3 separate regions of the Sus scrofa genome follow, and regions 1 and 3 are each linked to region 2. The links are chromatin contacts, called in public HiChIP or PLAC-seq maps. All regions are on one chromosome and are shown on one strand. Each heading gives the region's core, a stretch centred on a gene start, on an enhancer-like site or on the middle of the called end of the contact. The rest is flanking DNA. Distances are from core to core; before and after follow the strand shown.

Region 1 (2,865 bases), core at 273-2,772, 110 kb after region 2:
AAATTTTATTTATTTATTTACTTTTGGCCATGCCCCACAGCATGCAGAAGTTCCTGGGCCAGGGATGGAACCCACGCCACAGCTGTAACCAAAGCCTCAGCAGTGACAACACCAGATCCTTCATCTGCTGAGCCATGAGATAACTCTGAGAAATTTTAAATTCTGGTCTTTCCTATGACCTGAATCTGAGACCAGGAGAGATGTACTTTCTTCTTCTTTTTATGGCTGCACCTGTGACATGTGGAAGTTCCCAGGCTAGGGGTCAAATTGGAAACACAGCTGCAGGCCTATGCCACAGTCATGACAACACCAGATCCAAGCCACGTCTGCGACCTTCACCCCAGCTTGTGGCAAAGCCAGATCCTTAACCCAGTGAGGGGGGCCAAGGATCAAACCCACACCCTCCCACGGTGTTGGATCCTGAATGTGCTGAGCCACAATGGGAACTCAAGGAGAGATGCACTTTATGACAAAGTTGACATGGAGTTCCTGGTGTGGCTCAGCAGGTTACAAACCCTTCTAGTAGTATCCATGAGGATGTAGATTCCATCCCTGGCCTCATTCACTGGGTTAAGGATCTGGAGTTGCTATGAGCTGTGGTGTAGGTTGGCTTGGATCCCCCATTACTGTGGCTGTGGCTGTAGCATAGGCCAGCAGCTGTAGTTCCGATTCGACCCCTAGCCTGGGAAATTCCATATGCCACGGGTGCAGCCCTAAAAAGCAAAAACAAACAACAACAAAAATCACCAAATGATGCAGTTTAAATTACACAAAGGAATATACAGTGAAAGATGTCTCCCTCGCTCCTTTGGGTGCCTTCTTCCACTTCGGAGGTCTCCGTCCGATATCGTCTGGTTCCTCTCAACCGCGCAGTCATGGACCGCACAGTCCATGACTCGGCTCCTGGCCCACCCGCACCAAGTCTTCGCCCACCGTTCACTTTCAGGCGTCCAGCACTGATGATCCTAGTGCAGCCTTTTTTGGAACACACACCTTATTTCTGCTAGATTCCAAAAGGCGGAATCGCTGAGTCAAAGGAAACGTGCGTTTGAAATGAAAAGACTATGTGTGCACCGCTGCCCTCCAAGAAGCGGTCCAATTTATACTCTTACGACTGGCAACGGAGATGCTTGCACTCTCCAGAGCCCTCCCAGGACACTAGCAACATTCTGATCGCGGAGAAAGAGACATCCGAAAGTTTCTACCTGCACTTATCTCGTCGTTTGTCACATATCTATAAGCCATCTGCCCTTCCAACGCGGCTTTGAGAATTTGCTTCGGTGCCCAATACCCAAGTTACTCAGTCCCTTTTGCCCGGACTTATCATGGCGTCGACGGCAGCTACTTCCGAGATCCTCGGAGATCTAGAGGTCTCGGCCAGCATCAAAGATGTCGTCCCGGCCCCATCCTCCGGTCTGCGCACGCTCGGCTCACCTCCCCACGTCCACTCTAGATGGCCACCGCCCCTGTTCCGCTCTAGCCGCCAGGCTCGGTGGTCGCCACCGCCCGCCAATCGTAGGGCGCGGACGCCGCTGGCCCCGCCCCGCGGATCAGCTGAGGGATCAGCGATGTCTGTTGACAGCAGCGGCGGCGGCGCGGCCGGTTCCGGGTTCCGCGCGGGGCGGGGGGTAAGCGGGCTGCTGGCGCGGGCGGGACGCGGGGGAGGCCGGCGGCGCGGCCCGCAGCAGCGTGGCGGGGGCGCCGAGGCCCGGGCAGCTGCGGGAGAAGCGGCGGCCCCAGCCCCCGCCTTTGCGGCCAGAGTCTCACCCGACGTTTCCGGGGCTCGTCAGATGTGAATCCGATGGAGCGGCCCGGGGAAGGAGAGCAGCTGCCGCAGCAGCAGCCGTGGGGGAGGCTCCTCCGCCTGGGCGCCGAGGAGGGCGAGCCGCACGTCCTCCTGAGAAAGCGGGAGTGGACCATCGGGCGGAGAAAAGGTACGGGGCGGAGGTGGGATGGGAGACATGGGACGGACTGAGGACGAGTCCGGGATGGGGGCGGTGGACGGAGGCCGAGTGCTGGGGGACCCGAGCAGGGGCCAGGGCGGAGATCTGGGGCCCGAGGACGAGAGCTGGGCAGGACGGGACCCACCGCGCTGTGGGAGGCCCCTGGGCGGGGCGCTCTGAGCTTTCCAGTTTTTCCAGTGTAGTGGGCTCTCCTGTAATAGCTACCATTTATTCACTTATTGCTCTGCCCAGTCACTTCTGAGTGCTTCGTACAGATTCTTTAATCCTCGTTACAGCTATATGAAGTGGTACATTAATTTATTACGTAGAAGTCAGTGTTTTCAAGTTCATTACCACCCAACGCGTCTTCTCAGACCTTAACGGAAAAGAAATCAATAGCAGAAGGAACACTGGAAAACCCACCGATATGTGCAAAATTAAATAACACCCTTAAACAGCCATTGGGTCAAAGAAATCAAAAGGGAAATTAGACAATACTTTGAGATAAATAAAATATAACATACCAAAACTTGGGGGTTGCAGGTAAGCAGTGCTCAAGGGAAATTTATAGGTGTAGGCAGCTACATTCAAAAAAAGATCTGGGAGTTTCAGTCGTGGCTCAGCAGTACCGAACCCAACTGGTATCCGAGAGGATGCAGGTTGGATACCTGGCCTCTCTCAGTGGGTTAGGGATCCGGGGTTGCCATGAGCTGTGGCATAGGTCTCAGACGGGGCTTGGATCCCGTGTTGCCCTGGGTGTGGTGTAGACCTGTAGCTACAGCTCCTATTAGACCCCTAGCCTGGGAACTTTCATTTGCCACACTTGAGGCTAAAAAAGAAGGAAAAAAAAGGATCTTGGAGTTCCTGCTTGGCGCAGTGGGCTCTGTGGTGTCTTAGGAGCTCACTGGGTCACAGGTTCGAT
Region 2 (2,720 bases), core at 133-2,632:
ACACCACAGCCACAGCAAGACCCGGATCCTTAACCCACTGAAAGAGGCCAGGGATTGAACTCTAGTCCTCACGCATATTAGTCAGGTTGCTACCGCTGAGCCACACCTTGAACTCTCTAGTTGGCCTTATTCCCCACCTCTGTGAAGCACAACTGCCAGCATGGCATTTAGCCTCAACCACAGCAATAATTAGTGTTCCTTGCTAAAGAAACTAAACGTCATGCCTGAAAAATGAGCTCTGTGAGTTCAAAGATGTTGTTTTGCTCCCTGCAGATCCCCAAGTCCTAGGACACGTCGCGCATTAAACCACCAGAAGGGGCTGTCAATGTGCAGACCGCACACCCAGTTTCTGGTCCACAAGCCCGGGTTGGGGCTCTTGGATATACATTTCCAAGAAATTATTTGGTGATACTAACAGTGCTGTACCAGGGCTCACACACTGAGACCACTGGTACGGGAAGTAGACAATAAAAATAATGCCAATTAACGCAGAGGGAATGAGACCTTCTAATACCCGGGGGGAAGAGGAACATGACAGCCAGGTCAGAAACCTGCCCACGCCGGGCCTGCGCCCCCTGCCCCCACCCCACCAGAACCCTCTTCCCTCCCCGGATGTACACGAGAGAGAAAGGGGCGAGGGTGGGGGGAGCACGGGGTCGGGGAGGAATGTTTTAGGAGAAAGCAAGCCTCTCTCCCCCAGAAAGGCACACCAGCTTACCCAAGACATGGCTCCCGGCAGGGCCCGCGGAAAGCAGAAAATGCGGACGGCAGGGCTGGCAGGGAGAGAAAGATGCTGAATGCGGGGGCCGAAGGGCCGCGCCAGGTAACGGGCCCGGACCAGGGTGCCGCGGCTCCGCATTCCCCGCCCTTGTCACACAGCTGCACGGGCCCGGGACAACCCCCTCGCCGCTGCGGAGGGGCTCCGGGCCCGGACCTGACCCGAGCCCGGACCTGACCCGCGCCCGCCGCGCCACCGCCTTTAAGGGGGCTGCACCTCGGGGCGTTTCCTCCTCGCTGCAGGCCATGCGGGCCCACGCTTCCCCAGCTTGGGATGGAGCCCCCGCCCCCGGCCCCGGCGGGGATCGGCGTGGCAGGGCGGGCCCTTCCCCTACCTCGGCCCGCGCAGGCCAGGCGCTCAGCTCTTGGCTCTGCGAGCAGTGACTCCGCGCCGGCGCCCCGCAAACTGCGCCTTCCGGAGCCTCAGAGACGGACGCGAACCAAGCCAGGGCCTGCCGCGGCTCGGCTTCCCAAGACCCACCGCGGTCTCCGCGCATCGTGGGCAACTCGCCCACACACACTACAACTCCCAGGAGGCGCCGCGCCCACGGGGCGGGGGGGCGGGGACGAGCTTCAGTTAGGCGCATTTCCCAGGGCCCACCGCGGCCGCAGCCTCCTACAGAGCAGTCCTCCCCACTCAGACTACAACTTCCAGAACCGACTGCAGCCCCAATACCTCCCTTGAGGACCCCCCATCCCTGACAGCTGCAATGGCTGACTGTATCGGTGAACTGAAGGAAAGGACCTGAGCCAGGAATGCCATTGAAGGCTACTGCCTTCCGTATCCTGGATTCTAGGAGCTGCGGGTCAGGGGAGACTGAGTCAAGATGTTACCCAATCAGGTACGGCTTCTCGAAGCTCGAAAAATCAATGCTTGGGAGAGACAAATGTTGGTGTCAGGGAAAGGTGCTTTTATTCAGAATGCCGGCAATTCGGAGAAATGATGGATTCAGTGTCCCCAAAAGCCACCTCTCAGGATTCTGCTGGGCCATGAAAGTTTTAAAATGAAGTCATCTCAGTTAATGGGTCGGGGGGAGTTGTCAGGTTGCTGGCTTGTGAACCCGGTGATGTAGTTTGGTCGCAAAGTTTGTTGCAAGATTACTGAAGAGGAAGCTAGGGAAGCATTGTTTAGTCATCTGTTAATTGCTCTTTCTTTCTTTCTTTCTTTTCTTTCCTTCTTTCTTTCTTTCCTTCCTTCTTTCTTTCTTTCCTTCCTTCCTTCTTTCCTTCTTTCCTTCCTTCCTTCCTTCTTTCTTTCTCTCTTTCTTTTTTTTAAAGGCCGCCCGAGGCATTTGGAGTTCCCAGGGACAAGAATCAGATCCCAGCCACAGCTTCGACCTAAGCCACTGTGCCAGGCATGTAACCTACGTCCCAGCGCTCACAAGATGCTCCCAAGACCCCACAGATCCTATTGTGCCACAGCAGGAATTCCTGCTTATTCTTTAGACAAGATATTATGTGATCAAAAGATTTGAAAGGTGTGCTAGCGCTGGAGCTGAACAGGGGGGTTCCTGGTTTAAAAGTTAGTTGCAATGTAGCTTTGCTAAAGTGACCAGGAAAGGGGCCTCCTGCTGAGGTTGGTTTCCTGCAAAGAGCTGCTTGCAAAGAAACAGTTTAAAAGAAGATTGTAGGGAGTTATCTTGTGATGCAGTGGGTTAAAGATCCGGCACTGTCATCGCAGCAGCTCAGGTTGCTGCTGTGATGTGGGTTTGATCCCTGACCTGGAAGCTTCCACATGGCGTGGACGTGGCCAAACATATAGCTAAACAGAATAAATAAGTAAAAGAAGAGTGTAGGAGTTCCATTGTGGCGCAGGGGAAATGAATCCGACTAGGAACCATGAGGTTGCAGGTTCAATCCCTGGCCTCGCTCAGTGGGTTAAGAATCTGGCGTTGCTGTGAGCTGTGGTATAGGTCAAGGACACAGCTTGGATCTGATGTTGC
Region 3 (2,774 bases), core at 18-2,517, 71 kb after region 2:
GAATCAGACATAGGGCTGCCTGTCTACGCCACAACCACAGAAACGCAAGATTGGAACAGAGTCTGCAAATCTACAACACAGCTCACTGCAACGCCCTTTCCTTAACCCAGGAATCAAACTTGCATGCTCATGGATCCTAGCCAGCTTTATTACCATTAAACCACGATGGGAACCCCTTTATTTATTTATTTATTTAGTCTTTTAGCCTTTTCTTGAGCTGCTCCCATGGCACATGGAGGTTCCCAGGCTAGGGGTCTAATCGGAGCTGTAGCCACTGGTCTATGCCAGAGCCATATAGCTACGCGGGATCCGAGCTGTGTCTTGGACCTACACTTCAGCTCATGGCAATGCCAGATCCTTAACCCACTGAGCAAGGCCAGGGATCGGATCGGCAACCTCATGGTTCCTGGTTGGATTTGTTAACCACTGAGCCACGATGGGAACTCCGGGAACTCCTTTTTTTAAAATTTACCTTTGGTTATGGTATAGCTATTTGCTATCTTTGTGTGAAGAAAAGGGTTCTGCAAAAACAAACAAACAGGGTTCTGTCCAGATTTTTCCTGAATTTTTTTGGTAAGACTATATCCTTTGATAACGTGGAAGATTCACCAATTAAAACGTATTGCCAAAAGCATTTTAAACAACTGCTTTAAGTCTATAACAAATATCTTCTTTATTACCTAACTATTCCTTTAAGTAGTGTACTTTCTTAGGTTTGAAATTTAATAACTTAATGCACAGAGTTATTATATATAATTAAGCAATATATTCTTTCACAATTTTTTTTGTTGTTGTTCTTTATGGCTAATTCTGTTTTTTATCACTAATTGTTTGCTGTTTCTCCCCACTTTTGGATAAAAATCTCTAGTATGTTTTTTTTATTTTACTTAAAAAATCTGATTTATCAAGTTCAATTTTTTTCTATTTTGCCTCCTCAATTTCTGTTTTAATTTTCATTAATTTTCTTCTCTTTCCATAATTATACTTTGTTTCTCCCTAGATGTCTCATTTCATCTATTGTCATTCTTTTTGTTGGCACTGTTGTATAGGAGGCACTAAAACTTACCTATATTACTTTGATTTTATAAATTACTTTGCTCTATGCTCAAAAATGGCAAGGACGGTGAACACATTTTGAGCGGGCAGAGCCGGCTACAACCCACTGTCTGGAACAAGCTCCCCCAGGCAGGTGAAGTGGGGCTTTGCAAAAGGAAACCTCAAACCTGTCGATCGTGGAGGCGCGCCACAGAGTCCCCTGGGAAATGTAGTTCTAAACCGAGTGGGACTCTGGGAAATGTGGTTCCGCGCAGCCGCTTCCTCGGCCCGGCTGAGTCTGCCTCAGGGCTGTGGGCCAGCGGGTAAGCGTGTGCGGCTGGGGTTGGGTGCGGGACGGCGCGGCTCTAGCCTCTTCGTCCAACCCGGGCCTGTGCTGACCCCAGCGCGGACCGGCTCCGGAACCGGGCGCGAAGCAGGCGCGGATCCCGGTCCAGGTGGGGGTGAGGCTGGAGGGGTGGTGGTCCGCGGCGGAGTAGCCGTGGGGGCCGTGTGGGAAGGGAGCGGTGGGGGGCGGGGCGTGGGCGGCTGGAGCGCGGAGGCAGGAGGGAGCCGGAATTTGCTGGGCAGCGTTTGGAGGACTGGGGGGGGTCTGTAGGGGTGGGGGGGCGGTGATTGTGGGATTCGGGAGGGAGATTTGGGAGTCAGTGTTAAGGCTTCCCGTGGTGGTGGGTGATGAGGGATCTGTGAAGGGGAACTGTGGAGCTTTTAATGTGAGAACGCTGGAGAGTCGGAATGTTGGAATGTCTGTGAAAATCTATACCGAGGTTTGAGAGAAGTGAGTAGTTACGAAGCCGGTGGAGGAAACTAATTGGGTGATGGGGGCCTCTGCGAGGGACTTTTGAGGGGAGTCCTAGACTTGGGGGTCAACAGCTCTGGGAGTGAGGCAGCCCGGGAGGTTGCCCTCTGTGTGGGGTGAGTGTGTGCGTTAGAGACGTAGGTTGAGAGATGTTTGTAGGAATAATTAAGACACCAGTTCCTACTGCATAGCACAGTAAACTATATCCAATCTCCTGGGATAGATCACGATGGAAAATAGTATAGGAAAAGAAAAACAGAATGCACATATATGTATGAGTGGGTAGCTTTGCTGTACAGCAGAAATTTGGCACAATTTTGTAAATTAACTATACTTTAAAGAAATTTAAAAATTTAAAATTTCTTTAAAAACATACACAAACACAAAGACTCTAATGGTCTCTGATTTGGGTGCCTTTGGGTTGGCAGTTGGGCCTGATGGAATGAATGATCAGGCCCTGAGGGTCTGTTTGGGGGCATTTAGAGGGCTCAAAATGGTAGGACTGAGGATTTCATTAGCAGGAAGCATTGCTGGTTGTGACATTGTTGGGTTTTACCTGAGCCCTGCTCTCCTGGAAAACAAGACAGTTAAGAAATCTCTCTGGAGTTCCCATCGTGGCTTAGTGGTAACAAACCCAACTAGTATCCATGAGGATGCAGGTTTGATCCCTGGCCTTGCTTAGTGGTGCTGCAAAGAACCCCCTTCCCCACAGGACTCTCTTGTTTAACTATGACAAGGCCACAGGTAAATATACATCAGTCCCTCAAACTCTCGTCCTTTGCCTCATCAGTGATTAGCTGAACAGTTTGTCCCCACTGATCAAAATGCTTGTTAGCTAAACTTCGTTTAAGCTTCTCTCCTTCCCCAGTTCCCTGAACTTTGGTCCACCTGAAGCTTGAGCTGCTTACAGCTTTTCCTGAGA

The links. HiChIP or PLAC-seq counts read pairs in DNA pulled down with a chosen protein or histone mark.
Region 1: a contact with region 2 is called in an H3K27ac HiChIP or PLAC-seq map of alveolar macrophages. The contact joins the promoter of CHFR here to the promoter of ZNF140 in region 2. A contact is called at or near these places in 5 of 47 Hi-C or Micro-C datasets (heart right ventricle, liver and skeletal muscle) and 2 of 2 datasets of contacts at active chromatin or transcription factors (alveolar macrophages and skeletal muscle).
Region 3: an H3K27ac HiChIP or PLAC-seq map of alveolar macrophages shows a contact between it and region 2. The contact joins the promoter of ZNF605 here to the promoter of ZNF140 in region 2. A contact is called at or near these places in 1 of 5 promoter capture datasets (liver), 4 of 47 Hi-C or Micro-C datasets (heart right ventricle and liver) and 2 of 2 datasets of contacts at active chromatin or transcription factors (alveolar macrophages and skeletal muscle).

Annotation. Positions count from the first base shown.
Region 1 is chr14:22,652,940-22,655,804 of Sscrofa11.1, forward strand. CHFR (E3 ubiquitin-protein ligase CHFR) reads left to right here and starts at 1,523. Exons shown (of 17, transcript XM_001928455.6): 1 at 1,523-1,628; 2 at 1,791-1,934. The coding sequence starts at 1,802.
Region 2 is chr14:22,541,403-22,544,122 of Sscrofa11.1, forward strand. ZNF140 (zinc finger protein 140) reads right to left here and starts at 1,383. Exons shown (of 4, transcript XM_021072894.1): 1 at 1,113-1,383; 2 at 719-773. The coding sequence starts at 1,364.
Region 3 is chr14:22,612,812-22,615,585 of Sscrofa11.1, forward strand. It overlaps ZNF605 (zinc finger protein 605), which reads left to right and starts at 1,268. Exons shown (of 6, transcript XM_013990316.2): 1 at 1,268-1,358.